Linked DNA regions of Mus musculus: all the other regions are linked to region 4. The links are chromatin contacts, called in public Hi-C, HiChIP or PLAC-seq and promoter capture Hi-C maps. All regions are on one chromosome and are shown on one strand. Each heading gives the region's core, a stretch centred on a gene start, on an enhancer-like site or on the middle of the called end of the contact. The rest is flanking DNA. Distances are from core to core; before and after follow the strand shown. Region 1 overlaps Med13l (mediator complex subunit 13-like). Region 2 overlaps Med13l (mediator complex subunit 13-like). Region 3 has its middle 22 kb from the start of Gm46921. Region 4 holds the start of Spring1 (SREBF pathway regulator in golgi 1). Region 5 overlaps Med13l (mediator complex subunit 13-like).

Region 1 (2,700 bases), core at 50-2,549, 390 kb after region 4:
CCTGAGCCTTCGGATCCACGCAGCACCATAGGAAAAAGAAGCCTGCCTTGTTGATGAAGAAAGTAGTATAGGTCCTTAACAGGATACACTAAAAACTCAGTAACTGCTTTCTGCTGTATTTGGGAATCCTTCCCGTGTATAAAACATGACTTCAGTTTCCCTGCTACCTGCTACAGCCCCACCCTGGCAGCGCTCAGTTCTCATAGACAGTTCAGGTGCTGTCCTATCCAGCAACTGGTTGTTCCTTTCAGGAAGTTTCTCTGTTGTCCGAGTTTTCTTTCTGAGCCATTTCTTTACTTTTATAAACTGATTTTTAATCTGTTGTGTGTTTAGAGACTAGTCTAGTTTTAAAGATTGAATTCTAGATAGAGAATGGTATTATTTCTCTGACATAAATCCACTGGGTTCATATATGTAGAATTTTGTCTTCATTCTTGAAGTCATTGGATGTAAAACCTGATCCTGTCAGAGTCCCTCTCTTAGGTTTCCAGTTCATTGGCAAGGAGGGTTGCCCTGAACAGTTCTGGGGATCTTTGTACTGGGTGAGGTGTGTTAGTTTAGCAAGCCCCAGTGTGTACAGCCACCACACACCACACCACACCACACCACACCACACCACACCACACCACACCACACCACACCACACCACACCACACCTCATGGGATGTAGGAATGACTGACAGCAAGCTGGTTTGTTCACTCTGAGTTTTAGGTTATTGGTGAAAAGGAGGCGTGAACATTAGTAAACTCACAGACACAAGCGGAGAAGAGTTGAGAGACTGCGTGGGCTTGTCTGGGAAGTGCTGTTCTGAACTGAGGGTTAGTTAATGTTTTAGTCTGTTGTTGCTTTGGAGATTGAACACAAGGGCCAGAAACATGCTACGCACACTCCAGCCTTGGACCAGGGTTTGAGAAGTAGGAAAGAGTTGAAGTGGATGAAGCGACAGGATTGGTGACAGAAAGGACAGCAGGCTTTGTCGGTGGGTGATGCAGAATGTTTCTTCCAGGACTGAAGGCCAGCGTGGCTCTCAGAAGGGCTGTGCGGGGCTGTGGAGTCAGGAGAGCCCAGTCTGAGGGCAGAGTGTGGGTCAGCATCGGCAGGCTGAGAAACTGGAATGGCCTTCACCGTCAGAACAAAGCTTGTCTCCAGGAAAGTGGAGATTGGAGATGAGGTGACTGGGAATCAGTGTAGTGGTGACAGTGACTCTACAGAGGGGGGAGACATCATGGATGGCTGAGTGCACACAGACAACTCTTAGAGAGCCCTTCCTCAGTCTTGTGAAGGCCTCCCAGTGGGCCCTCTCACAGTGCCTCCCGGACAGGCTGTTGCTGTAGTGCTGGCAGAGTGAAGGCAGGTCCCCCAGGAGTCGCCGCCACTTTCCCGTGCTTGATTGACATTTGTTCACAGACAAAAACTGGCCTTGGAAGTCTAATGTTCCCAACTGGCAGTGGTGTGTGCTTCTCTATGACTGTGTTAATCAGGGACATAGATGGCCCTTATGTTGCTACACTCTGACACAAAAAGTTTCTCAGCAAACACAACTGGAAATATTTATTAGTGCAGAGAAATTCCAGGTCTTTTTTTCTTGCGTGTGTGGCCTAATTTCAGACGCTCTGCCCCAGCCTCTGCTTCCTGCTCTCTCTCTGCTGTAACTAGCACTGTTTTCCCACAGGCGCTTCACGGCTGACAGAGGATTAACTGGTTAGTGCTTCCGCCAGTGGCCGCGTCCTTTGTGTAGCTAGCTGTCTCTCAGTGTGCCTCTGTTGAAGTTACAGCAGACAAGTGCTAGCTTTTGTGGCAGATGTGACCAGGTGTGAGAGACAATGCCTGGAGTCTCTCATGGAGCAGCTGCTCTTGTTTCTGTGGTAGAATTACCTGGACTTCCAAAACCACCGATGGTCACTAGTACACTAGAGATGGACTCATTCCTCATCAAGGTAGGATTCAGCCATTCAGTGCAGTTGTGGGGCATCAGAGGTCACCGCACACCAGAAGCCCTTCTCTTCATACCTTGCTCTTTGAGACAGTTAGCTCTCCTGTATCCACGGTCACCTCCAGCCACTCTTGCTTGAAAGATGGAGTTATCCAGCTCAAGGCTTTGCTCATGGATCATGAATCAGGGCAGCTTCTGTTTTGGTCCAGAATGGGAGGATGCTCCTGTGGGCCGTGTAATACGAGTTTTGTAAGGTGGGAGTGTGTCAGCCCAATGGCAGGAAAGCGCTCACCAGTTGACATAGGGCTGAGGTTGCTTTCTGTGGTAAAGATAAACGAAGAACAGTTCTTTCTGCACTGACTGAGGGAAAAACCTTAAGACCTGCCTCCTTCCTTAAAAATTAATTGCATTATATGGCAGTTAGCTGGAGTGACTTCATTTTGTCCAATGCCCCAAAGGTTAGTTTTCCTTATTGTATGGGACGTTCATTTGAACATTGCCATTTATAGCAGAAGTATAGTATAGATCAGTAGCAGTTTGTGGGTGTTTGGGTCCCCATTTTGTGTGGGTAAGGACAAGGGGACATATAATAAATAAGGAGTAGTTTGGAGGCATGGTTAGAAAAGAGGAACTTGGCTTAGGTTCAGACATGTGTGTGTGTGTGTGTGTGTGTGTGTGTGTGTGTGTGTGTGTGTGTGTGTGCGCGCGCGCGCGCACACTGCTATAGCTTTCGGGGAAGGCTCTGCTGGCCTGTTTTTCTTTTACA
Region 2 (2,700 bases), core at 143-2,642, 480 kb after region 4:
GTGCTTGCTCCCCAGCATCAGAGCCTAAGTTTGTTTTCCAGCATCAGGTCAGAGCTGGATATGACATAACCTATGTCCTCAGTTCTGGGGCTCTGAGCCTGGCAAATTCCTGGGGCTTTCTGGCCAGCGGGCAGTCTAGCCAGGTCTGTGGGCTTTGTATTCTGTGAGACACCTTGTCTCTCCTGCAATGGTGGAGCTCCAGGAAGGTGGCCCAGCGGGGAAGTTTCCCCAGATAAGCACTCAAGTGCTAGAACAGACTTCTGCAGACCGTCCTCTTACCTCCATATTTGGACACACAAATTAATTTAAAAGACAAAGATGCAGAGAGGAAGACCTCTGACATTAATCCTGGTCTCCAGACTCACAGGCACACACATGTGTGCACGTAGACTGCACACATACATGCAGTGCACACACAAAGCTACAGGGAAATGGGGCACTTCCCACTCTGAGTTGTCTAGTCCCCTAGAAAGGATTATTCCGAAGACTTGTTCACAGGGCCACAGTGTAAGTGCCATGGTAGCCTAGCTTGCTTCTAACTCCACCAAAACAACCTTGGCTTCAAAGACTGCAGGAAGCAGAACTAGTGTCAGCTCCATACTGGAGTTCACACGGCCTGAGCATGCTCATCATGCATCCCTGAAGATGCACGTCATGCTCTGGGCATTAAGATCTGCTAGTAGGCGTTTATTGTTGTTATTATATACTCTATATTACCTATTATACTCTGATTATTGCATGTGTAGGGTTCTCAGGATCCACATCAGTGCTGAGTGCCATATAGGCCTGGGTCCATGCCCATGTTGATCAGCCATTATCCATACATAGTCATGAATTTTAATGTGTAGTTGATTTATAAAGTATATAATGATAGAATTAAAAGTGTAATGGTATCCCAACTTGATATTTTAGAAAATTGATGTAATTAAAATACATATAAATAATTCTAAAGTAAATTTTGAAACCACACTGTGAAAGACTTAGGATATAAATCAAAGGGCATGAAGTGTAGTGCTCTCTTTTAACCTAAAATGACCAAATAGCTAGGATTATATGTGATACCTGTCTCTCCTTTCCGTAGTACTGGTGAGTCCTTACGGCTTAAATGGCACACTAACAGGGCATGCATACAAGATGTCTGACCCGGCCGCCCGCAAGCTGATTGAGGAATGGCACTGTTTCTACCCGATGGTGCTGAGGAAGAGGGAGGAGCCTCGAGAAGAGGCTGAGCTGGGGTATGACGACGACTTCCCGGTGGCAGTTGAAGTCATTGTTGGTAAGAAAGTGTTTGCCTGGGGAATTGTGTTTTAACTCCAATGGCCCCTGCTTCCTGTCCCTTGTGCTGTCATGGTGACTCTGGCACACATGTTCAAGCAGGTGTGCTTGTGCAGGACTTCCTCTTCTCTGTGTGACCTGCTCACTGAGTCAGTGTCTCAGCCTGATCCTTGCTGTCTGTCATCTCTCCTCACAGGTGGCGTCCGGATGGTCTACCCTTCGGCTTTCGTGTTGGTCTCTCAGAATGACATCCCAGTTCCTCAGAGTGGGCACGGCACAGTTGCACAGCAGGGGCTTGGTAGTGTGAAAGACCCCAGTAACTGTGGGATGCCTCTGACGCCTCCCACCTCCCCAGAGCAGGTGGTTATAGGTGAGTGCGACCCAGTGTGCCCCTAGGAAGGAGGATTCCCGGACCACCATCAGCATTGCAGAATCCCTGATGAAGTGGTGGAGCTGGGCCAAGGGGTAGTGTGAGAAGGCTGAGTGGCTGTATCTCAGAGTTGTGCCTGTGCCAACTTAGTCTCTAGTCCATGGATTGTGTTGGTGCATTCCTTATTTCTGCACACACAATTACCCTGTCACACGTCATGTCCATGTTTCTGCACATGAACAGGAAACTATATATGAGTAGCCTGTTCCTGGTCTTTTATATAAACAACAGTGGCAAATACGATGTGAACTTTGTGCCTCAGTGGCCAGATGCCTGAGACGCCCGTGGGGGAAGAGGATTTGTCTGACTCCCAGTTACAGAGGGAGCCCACTGTTGCTCGGCTGCATGCATTCAGATGGAGCAGTATGGGAGTGGGAAGATGTGGGAGGCAATTCTCAGTCTCTTGTTGGATACAGAGTAAAGAGCACAGAGCAGGTGACCAGGGCCAGGCTGCAGTCCTGAGGGCATGTTCCCTAGGGTCTTGCTTTCTCCAGCAGGTCCCACCGGCCCTTTTACCACTGCTCAGTGAACTCGGAAGGGTTCATCCTTTGATTTAGTCAGAGGAACTGTGTCTCTTGAGGTGCCTTACAGACATGATGCCCTGGAGGTGTTTCCTAGTCCAGTCAAATGGACAGTCAGAGTTAACCATCAGAAGCCTTGGACCAGGGAGAGTTGGAACCTTGCCTAGCTGACAGTTGCTACCCAAGGACAAGTATGCAGTGATTCTCTCTCCATTGTAAGAGAGTGTTAGATTAGTGTGACACTGAGTCTCTACTGATCTGCTTTCTGAAATAAGCAGCCACAGGCGCCCCCCCCCCCCCCCCCCAGTCCTCCAAATGGAGAGATTGCTTGAATGGAGAACAAACAGTTTGATTCACTTTGTTGAGTGACAGGGCTCCTGTATTAACACTCCTGGCTGGAGTTAGCCCGTTCTGGTTGGAAATCCACCAGCAGTTGTGTGGTGGTGTCCGTAGTTCAGAGACGCTTACGGTGTC
Region 3 (2,700 bases), core at 5-2,504, 270 kb after region 4:
CTGGATTGTTCTGCTGGAATGTTCCTGCTAGAGTTGACCCTTTAGCCCTCTTCTGAGGTAAGCTGGTAGGGGAGACCACAGGGAAGCAGGTCTAGAAGGCAAGATGGCTTTCTTAGCAATTTAACTCTGTGAGATCCAAGCAGGTCAGCAAACTGGTCTGACTGACAGTGGTCACCACTCCAGGAATGGTAATTATCCCAGGTGACCCTAGGGAGCCATGCCAGTAGGGACAGTCCATAACCCCACCCCCACTACCTTTAAGTTCAGGCTACACAGAGTCACTTGTGTCAATATATTGTTGTACAAATTTGGTAGTTTATGACATGTCCTGGCACCGTTGAGACCCAATTATGAGAAGCCAGAGTGGAACTGGGAACCCAAAGTTGGAAAAGCTGTTAGCTTCTGGCAACGGATCTCCTCCAACTTCGCTGTTCCTGGCCTCAAAACACTTAACAACAAAAATCCATTTTTAATGAGAATTCTTTCTCTTTTTTTTTCCTTTTATTTTAAACCAGCGACTTCACACTTTGGGCCAGCAGACTCCAGCCTCCCTTACAAGCAAGAATTGACTCTAAACTGATTATGGGGGGCGCGCGGGGGGGGGGGGCGTGTCCGGTGGGCTGCCCGGTCAGAGTGGCTGAGGCAGTGATTGACTGGGCATTAAGTCATTTGGTTCCCACTGTCCTTCAGTACAAGCCTGGCCAGCCGGGCCAAGTAAAAACTCATGAGAGTCATTTTTATCACACAGGCAACGACTGCCTGGCTGTCTGAGTTTCCGTCTCCCCAACAGATTACGAATCTTACAAACCATCTATTATCCACTCGGCAACTGGCAAACGTGAACTTGGCCAACACCGAGGCAGAACGCTGACAGAACGCTGAGATCCAAGTCAGAAGAAGTGGGAGAAAGAGAGAAAATTTCAGAGACGAGCCAGACAATTTCTCAACCTGTAAAAACATGTTGTATTTACCAGGTCTGGTACGGAAGCCAAACTTGGGGCTCGGTGTTTGTCTTGGGCCCTGGGCCTGGGTTCTGTCTGATGCTCCCAGAACACTACGCCCCTCCTCCCTCTCCTCACATCTGATGATTGGCGTATTGTTTAGAGACGAAGAGGGACGATCTCGCGCTCCGGAGGAAGCTGGCAAGAAAGTTCGATTCTATAAAAAGAAGCGCGCGGTCAGGGTTCGGTTTCCTATTCTGACTCAAGGCAAAGAGACTCAGAAATTCCAACCCAGAGGGTCAGGATGGGCTCCAGAGCCTGTTCCCTCGCCTCCTGCCTCCTCCCTGTTCTCGCAACTGGCCAGCTGGGATTACACAACTCACACTAATTTTATTCCGCACGCGGCTGTTTCTCATTAGGAACCGGGATTTTTTTTTTTTTTTTAAACCTCTCGGTGCCGTGTCACTCGCGCCGGATCCAGGTGAGTAATTCCACTTCAGAACAGGAGCATTCTATTCGCACCGCAGGCGGGACTCTGAGAGACGTGCGTTTGACGCGTCGTCCAGGCAGAGACCTCCATGTTTTTGCTCGCGGTGCCAAGAGCCAATTTTCTCCTCTGAATTCCTAACTCACCAGTCTCATGGGTTCTATTCCTATTCCACTGGGGAGGAGGGAGGCGAGAACACTTGAGTCAACCCGGAGAATGTTTTTTGGATACCCAGTACCTGACAACGGCTTCCGAAGGGGTCTGTCTTCTCTCCCCTCGCTCCCCCTGCCCCCTTTTAAAAGCTGAATTCGCCAGATGTTCTGAGAGTATCTAAAACCTGGCTTTCCTGTCTTCCACATGCATTATGGTGTTGGATCCAAATCACAGCACGTCCTCAGTGGTTCTGGAGAACTAAATGAATACAGAGACGAACCTTTCTCTTAAGTGTCTGAAACCATCAGACCTAGGTGTTCGCATCCCGGTCCTTGGGATGCCTCTGGACCAAACTCACATTTGTAAACAGTAATGTGGCTTCCTAACATTAGCCTCACGCACCCTCCTTGTATATTCTTGGCTGTGTACCAGAGGAGGCAGAGCAGCTGCATCTCCCTAAACTCTCTGGGTAGAGTGAAGTGCAAGGGATGGCTCACTTGTGACTTTACTGAACCTGAAATTCGGCTGGGGGCAGGGCTCAATGTATATAGAGCACTGTAGTGTATAGTGTTATGTGCAGAGTCCTGGCTTTGATCCCTAACACCACTAAAAGAAAAACAAACAAACAAACAAACAAAAAACAAAACAAAACAAAAAAACAAAGGAAGGGCTTCAGCCACATCTGGAGAGAGCTGGGTAGGCAGTTGCCCTCTTGTCTTTGGGACTCCAGGCACCCCTGTGCCTAAGGAAGGTAGAACTCCCCCCATCCCGCCAAAGCTCCCTCTGGCTGGTACCCTGCTTTGCATAGAACAAGCCTGAGCACACCATGCCACCTTGCTAGGCCCTCGCCAGAATCCAAGAATGGCGCATTAACCAGATGGAATGCAACATGCATGTAAAGAAATAAGAGCCGTGCCAGGAAAGTTGGCAGGCTTTCTGGAATGCTTTAAACAGTGTGTGTGTGGGTAGAAAGAGTGAGCCCCGAGTCGGCCAGGCGGTCTCCTTTTCTGAGAGCTGTTTCCTTTACAGCCATAGCCTGTTTAACCAGTCAAAATAAATACGGTGTTAAAGGCCCCCCTTCTACTGGCTCCTGGTACCGAGCGGTTTGTCAAGGCGTTT
Region 4 (2,700 bases), core at 167-2,666:
GTACCTGCTGTTCCTTCCCTGGCATGGTTTTCCAGCTGAGGGTTACAGGCTACCTCCCCACAGCACTTACCAGTCATTGACATGTGGGTTTGTTTACTATGACCCTTGAGAGGTCCTGTGTCTGGGCTGCCCGTCCACCTTGGAGTTGCAGAGATGGAAGGCCAACGTCTCTGTAGAGATTAGATCACCTTGATTTTCCCCAGCGACAGATCCGCACACACCTCGTCCTACCTCCCGCACCAATAGAAAGCCAAGAAAGAAGGGCAAGGCTTGGAGAGAGACTCCATATGGCTACTGCTCCTGCAGAAGATCTAAGTCCAGTTCCCAGCACCCACAAGGGTGGCTCACAACTACCTGTACCTCCAGCTGTAAGTGATCTGACTCCCTCTACTGACCTCGGAGGGCACCTGCACTCCCATGGGCAAACCCACTCTAACATATAATTAAAAAATAAATACATACATAAATAAAATCTTTAAAGAAATAAAGAATATGCTTCCATGAACAGGCTCAGTTTCCCGGCATATTTTCCCTACAGAGAAAGATCCATCTCTTAGCCCAGGCCAACACAAATGGGTGCGGAATTAATTAATTCTGCACAGCCTTCTCGGCTGCAGCTAGCTAGGAAGCCACAGGCTAAGGTGCCTGCCTTTTCTGCAAGATTAAATTAGCTAGGAAAAGACTCCTTGGTATCATCGTCATATTCAGGCAAGCCCTCTATCACCTAGCTACACTCTCAACCAGGCCGTTTTATAAAGAAAGAAACTGTCATCCATCAGGTAACATGTCTCAAGAATTTGCAATCTGGCTTGATACTCCGGGTGGCCCCACTACTCCTTATCCTCGGGGAAACTAAAACACGGTATCCCCAAGTTTCCACCTACAAGCTTTGAGAAAACGTCATAAATTAAATGCCCACGATTCTGTGGCAAACGGGCGGTACAAGTAGGCTCGTATTGACTCCTGGAGCCCACAGGATGCTACAGAATGAATGAATGGACCATCTCCGTCCCACACACCCTGGTCCTCCCTAGGAGGCTGCACGGTCCCCTACAGGACGCTTGGGCGCGAGCGGCGTCCCCAGACCGGACGGCGAAGCGCCTTTGCCGCCAGGCTCGCGGGGTCACAGGGTAGCAGCGGCCGAGCATAGCCTTCATTTACCTGCCAGACACTGCAGCAATCACGGCCTCTGCTAATCCAGCCTAGCCAATCCCTGGCGTGGCCAGGGCGCCACGTGACTTCCGGCCGGCAGTGCCACCGAGAACGCGATCGGCGCTAGGACCCTCGCACAGGGAGGCCTGCCTCTAGTCCGAGAAGGTCCGCCCCTGCCGTCACATTCAGCCAATGGAGAGCCGAGGCTCCGGCAGAACCAATGGCGAGGAGGCATGGAGGGGCCTGGCGTTGGCGTCACTAGGTGGGGCGGGGCGTGCGGCGGATCACGTGGCCGGCGCGTTGGCTGCGGGAAGGTAAAGCAGTGCTGGAAGCGGATTGCAGGGGTCATGCCGTGGGGTCGTCTCTGCGCCTGCGCCCTACCGGGATGCTGAACCTGGCGGCGCTGCTGTGGCGCCGGCTCCTGCGCAAGCGCTGGGTGCTCGCCCTGGTTTTCGGCCTCTCGCTAGTTTACTTCCTCAGCAGCACCTTCAAGCAGGTAAGCGACTTCTCTCAGGACCTCCGTCCTTCCGATCCTGCTTCCTCCCTCAAATACTATGTCCTTCTCCCCATCGTTCTTCTAATCCTCCTCCTGAGCACTCCTCCCTCTGATCTAAAATCCTCCTTCAGCCCTTCTCCCTCCGTTGCGTTGTCCTCTGCCCTTCTCCTTTCCCCTCCCTAGCTCCCTCCGTCCTCCACTCCTCCTCCTCCCTCGAATTCTCTGCCTCCCCATCCTCTGTTCTCCTCTGCCCTCCAACTTCTTACCTCTCACCCTCTGTTCTTTTCCAACCCCTCCTCCTCGATCCTCACAGTTCCTCCCTCCCTTGATCCTCTGTCCTCTGATGCTCCTCTCTCCTGTCCTCCACCTTGTAGTCCTCCTGATATGCAGCCATTCAGTCCTCCCTCTGAGCCTCTGAGCCTCTTCCTTTCAGTCCCTGGATCATCCATTGGTCCTCCCTTCAGCTCTCTAGTCCTCAACCCTCTAGTCCTCCTCCCTCCGATTGTGTGATCCTCCTCCTGTCCTCCTGTGAATCGAAGGCCGCTAAGGGAGGCGTCCCACTGCAGGTCTTTGTACCGCCCCTCTTCCGTGCGGGATCTGGCTGGTAGGCCAGGCAGAATGGGGTCCTCAGACCTGTGCACCCTCCTCTGTCGCGTTCCCTGCTCCGCACAGCCCCAGGCTTCTTGATGGGCAGGAGGTAGAGATGGCTAGACCAGGAAGTGGCCAAGGGCTCTCTGTGCCTGTTCACCTGGGTGACCCAACAGGCTCCCTTTTGGGGCACAACTTGGTTGGGTAGATTTTTATTTTTTATTTTTTTATTTTTAATTTCTCAACCTCCCTTTCCCGTTTTTGTCCTGGTAGAGAGTTCCTAGAGACCTGGCATCCCACTGTAGTAGGAACCAGTTCCCAGCATTTGCCTAGAAACCACACTTGACTGAGTTGCATTTTGTAGGTCACCTGCCCCTCCGCCTTTCCTGCTCCTGTGCACCCTTTGATCCTGTTTTGCTGTTCTTACGAATATAGTTCTCTGGTTTTCTGTATCACAGTCCGTC
Region 5 (2,700 bases), core at 110-2,609, 350 kb after region 4:
GGTCTGTAAGTAAAAGGAAAAATCAAAACTATTGCAAATTTTTTGTCGTTTTCCAGGCTGAACTCACAGGAATCAAATGGCGTAGGTACAATTTTGGAGGGCACGGGGACTGTGGACCCATAATTTCAGCCCCAGCCCAAGATGATCCAATCCTGTTAAGTTTCATCCGCTGTCTGCAAGCCAACCTGCTGTGTGTATGGCGTCGTGATGTCAAGCCAGATTGCAAAGAGCTCTGGATATTCTGGTGGGGAGATGAACCCAACCTAGTGGGAGTAATACATCATGAACTGCAGGGTAAGGATTTTGTTTTTCTTTAAAAAATATTTGCATATGTTTTTTGAACAATTGTAAATTTTGGAATTTATATTTAGGAGTTGCTTAAAACAGATCCCAAGCAGGCAGTGGACAGTGTGTTTGTCAGAAGAATAGCCTCACTCCCCCACCTCCGCCCCCCACATTTCTCTTTCCTTAAACTCTCTTGTTCTTCCTTAGTCATGCTGAAAATTAGAACCTTGTAAGATCACCTTAAGTCCATTCTTTTATCATTTACAGACAGAGTCAACATATAGCCTTAAACTTGAAGCACTCCTTCTGGCTCAGCCTCTTGCCAACTGGGGTACAGGGGTTCACCACCCTGTCCTTCTGGCCTCTGAAATCATTACTGTTAGAGTACTGTGTACCCAGTGGGCAGTGTCTGGGAGGAGACAAGGCTCTGACCCTGCTTTTTTGTTTTGTTTTTGTTTTTGTTTTGTGTTTTGGCTTTTTCGAGACAGGGTTTCTCTATATATCCCTGGCTGTCCTGTAACTCACTTTGTAGACCAGGCTGGCCTTGAACTCAGAAATCCGCCTGTCTCTGCCTCCCGAGTGCTGGGATTAAAGGTGTACGCCACCACCGCCTGGCACCCCTGTTTTTAAATTAATAGTGAGTTGTGAGTAACTAGTAAGACAGCTATGTGAACAGCTCAACTCTTTGTTGGCAAATTGAAAATGCAGAAATCTAATGCATCTTTTACTGGACAAATCTTAAATTAACCTTGGATACTGTTTTCGGGAAAGATAAGTTTCTTTAAAGTATCTCAGTTTATTTCTCTTACTGATTCCAGAAATACTAACTTTTAATTAACTAAATTTTGACTTCAGTTTGCATCTGACACCTGGAAACTTTGAATTAATGCAAAAATATTTGTTAGTCTAAACTATTTTTTATGTTTACCATACATTTACAGTAGCAGAAAATATTATTAGTAGTTTCCATTCCTCTCGCCAAGTTTCTCATTCATGTCCTACAGAATTCTCTAAGTCAGGAGCTGTTCCAGGCTGTTCTGTGGTTTGGAGGCAGGCCTTCCCACGCTGCTGTGCTGCCCGAGGACTCCCTGAGTCTGAGCTGTGTGGAGCTGTGTGACAGGCTGTGCGCCTTGCTTGGCTAGCCCATGTCTCCGTGGGGAGTGCTGGCCCTTCTCTGGGGAGTGCTGGCCCTTCTCGCCTGGCTTTAGAACTTAATCCGCTCTAGTTAGTTTGTGGTTGAAATGTTGCAGGCATTGCTGAGATGTGTCGTTAGTTTATGTTCTTATTATTTATTACGGGAAGACATAAAGCAAACTCCGGTGTATTCTTGTGGGTCTGCTTTAAAGGTTCTAAATTTGCCTAAAGGATTTCCTGCCAAATTCTTGAAACTTGTTGGCAGCCCTGTTTGTTTGGTTTTGTTTTGTTTTTTTTCTCCTGTTGGTGGTGTATCTTGCCACAGCAGCTAGGGGGCAGTATAGCACAGTGGACTAATTGAGCTACCTCTGGGCTGCAAACCTCTTCCCTGATGCTCTAGTGTATGTTCACTCTATCTAGGGGAGGTTGCTTTCTAGTGCGCTCATCCGCAGACTCAGAATTTATGTCCATGTCCAAACCTCGTGTAATTAGTAGGTGATGTAGATGCAGCTAGAGCTTCACACCACCTACGGTTTGGGTTTTCAGAGTCTCTAAGAGAGCTTCTAGCTGGTAGGTTATATTTGTGTTTGTTTGAATGTAAAACTGTTGCATTCTTTTAGTTTTTTCATGTGTGGATTTTTAAACATTTTTCTCCTTTAGTTTCTCATCTTAAAAAAATATTTTAAACTATCACTGATTGATGGGAGGTCATGTGCACCATGGCATACCTGTGGAGACATCCTAAGGCTTAGGCCCACGAAACTCAGTAACAAGCACCTTTACCTGCTGAGCCATTAGGCCCAGGAAACTTAGTAACAAGCACCTTTACCTGCTGAGCCATTAGGCTCAGGTAACTTAGTGACAAGCACCTTTACCTGCTGAGCCACCTCCCAGCTCTTCCTTGTTACTTTTGGTTCTGTTTCTCCTTCCTGATGTCTTCAGTTCATTTCGTAACAAGTTAGAAAACACATGGCCTGGCTTGATAGCAAAGTGAGTGCTGTTGTGTGAGACCAGCTTGTTGCAGCACTATTAAAACTCGTGTAAGCATGGACTGCTCTTCCCGAGCTGCTTCATGTCACACACGTAGGTCATTAATGTGAGAATATACTGGCAAGAGTTAAGCAAAGATTGACTTATTTAAAAAAATTTTTTTTTGTTTTGTTTTAAGTTATAGAAATGCTATTTATTTATTTATTTTACAATCAAAGTCTCACTTTGTAGGTCTGGCTGACCTGGAACTTGCTCTGTAGATCAAGCTGGCTTCATACTCATAGGAATCCG

The links. Promoter capture Hi-C pulls out the DNA fragments that hold promoters and counts their contacts. Hi-C and Micro-C count contacts between places; a contact is called where the count stands out from the background. HiChIP or PLAC-seq counts read pairs in DNA pulled down with a chosen protein or histone mark.
Region 1: a contact with region 4 is called in an H3K4me3 HiChIP or PLAC-seq map of stem cell-derived neural progenitor cells, with 17 read pairs. The contact joins the enhancer-like site here to the promoter of Spring1 in region 4. A contact is called at or near these places in 4 of 39 promoter capture datasets (the C10 cell line, cranial neural crest, embryonic stem cells and 1 more), 15 of 115 datasets of contacts at active chromatin or transcription factors (the 230-238 cell line, the NIH/3T3 cell line, craniofacial prominence and 8 more) and 2 of 9 other capture datasets (adipose tissue and pancreatic islet).
Region 2: an H3K4me3 HiChIP or PLAC-seq map of the 230-238 cell line shows a contact between it and region 4, with 16 read pairs. The contact joins the enhancer-like site here to the promoter of Spring1 in region 4. A contact is called at or near these places in 13 of 39 promoter capture datasets (the C10 cell line, the SN4741 cell line, cranial neural crest and 9 more), 5 of 484 Hi-C or Micro-C datasets (bone marrow-derived macrophages, memory CD8 T cells, nephron progenitors and 2 more), 28 of 115 datasets of contacts at active chromatin or transcription factors (the 230-238 cell line, the NIH/3T3 cell line, bone marrow-derived macrophages and 18 more) and 5 of 9 other capture datasets (adipose tissue, embryonic stem cells, liver and 2 more).
Region 3: a Hi-C map of uterus shows a contact between it and region 4. The contact joins the enhancer-like site here to the promoter of Spring1 in region 4. A contact is called at or near these places in 1 of 15 datasets of contacts at CTCF or cohesin (the NIH/3T3 cell line), 4 of 484 Hi-C or Micro-C datasets (the C2C12 cell line, embryonic stem cells, muscle stem cells and 1 more) and 2 of 9 other capture datasets (adipose tissue and liver).
Region 5: a contact with region 4 is called in a promoter capture Hi-C map of liver, with 5 times the contacts expected there. The contact joins the enhancer-like site here to the promoter of Spring1 in region 4. A contact is called at or near these places in 4 of 39 promoter capture datasets (the C10 cell line, cranial neural crest, liver and 1 more), 2 of 484 Hi-C or Micro-C datasets (bone marrow-derived macrophages and extraembryonic endoderm stem cells), 9 of 115 datasets of contacts at active chromatin or transcription factors (the 230-238 cell line, the NIH/3T3 cell line, bone marrow-derived macrophages and 5 more) and 3 of 9 other capture datasets (adipose tissue, liver and pancreatic islet).

The regions. Positions count from the first base shown.
Region 1 is chr5:118,634,337-118,637,036 of GRCm38.p6, forward strand. All of the region lies in intron 2 of Med13l (mediator complex subunit 13-like), which reads left to right. Among named protein-coding and RNA genes, the nearest start is that of Med13l, 75 kb to the left of the region's middle. Within about 2 kb of position 1,300, at least 75 of the 459 cell types and tissues checked have an H3K27ac peak or open chromatin away from gene starts, as enhancers often do. A contact at or near this core is called in adipose tissue, pro-B cells and stem cell-derived neural progenitor cells, where this site is marked.
Region 2 is chr5:118,720,294-118,722,993 of GRCm38.p6, forward strand. Med13l (mediator complex subunit 13-like) reads left to right here. Exons shown (of 31, transcript NM_172424.4): 6 at 1,082-1,276; 7 at 1,472-1,645. Among named protein-coding and RNA genes, the nearest start is that of Gm42015, 120 kb to the right of the region's middle. Within about 2 kb of position 1,393, at least 8 of the 459 cell types and tissues checked have an H3K27ac peak or open chromatin away from gene starts, as enhancers often do. A contact at or near this core is called in the 230-238 cell line and pro-B cells, where this site is marked.
Region 3 is chr5:118,513,002-118,515,701 of GRCm38.p6, forward strand. No RefSeq gene overlaps it. Among named protein-coding and RNA genes, the nearest start is that of Gm46921, 22 kb to the left of the region's middle. Within about 2 kb of position 1,255, at least 187 of the 459 cell types and tissues checked have an H3K27ac peak or open chromatin away from gene starts, as enhancers often do. A contact at or near this core is called in the C2C12 cell line, the NIH/3T3 cell line, adipose tissue and 3 more, where this site is marked.
Region 4 is chr5:118,243,811-118,246,510 of GRCm38.p6, forward strand. It overlaps Spring1 (SREBF pathway regulator in golgi 1), which reads left to right and starts at 1,417. Exons shown (of 5, transcript NM_001081236.1): 1 at 1,417-1,648. The coding sequence starts at 1,538. It overlaps Rnft2 (ring finger protein, transmembrane 2), which reads right to left and starts at 1,215. Exons shown (of 11, transcript NM_001109902.1): 1 at 1,162-1,215.
Region 5 is chr5:118,593,277-118,595,976 of GRCm38.p6, forward strand. Med13l (mediator complex subunit 13-like) reads left to right here. Exons shown (of 31, transcript NM_172424.4): 2 at 57-294. Among named protein-coding and RNA genes, the nearest start is that of Med13l, 34 kb to the left of the region's middle. Within about 2 kb of position 1,360, at least 37 of the 459 cell types and tissues checked have an H3K27ac peak or open chromatin away from gene starts, as enhancers often do. A contact at or near this core is called in adipose tissue and liver, where this site is marked.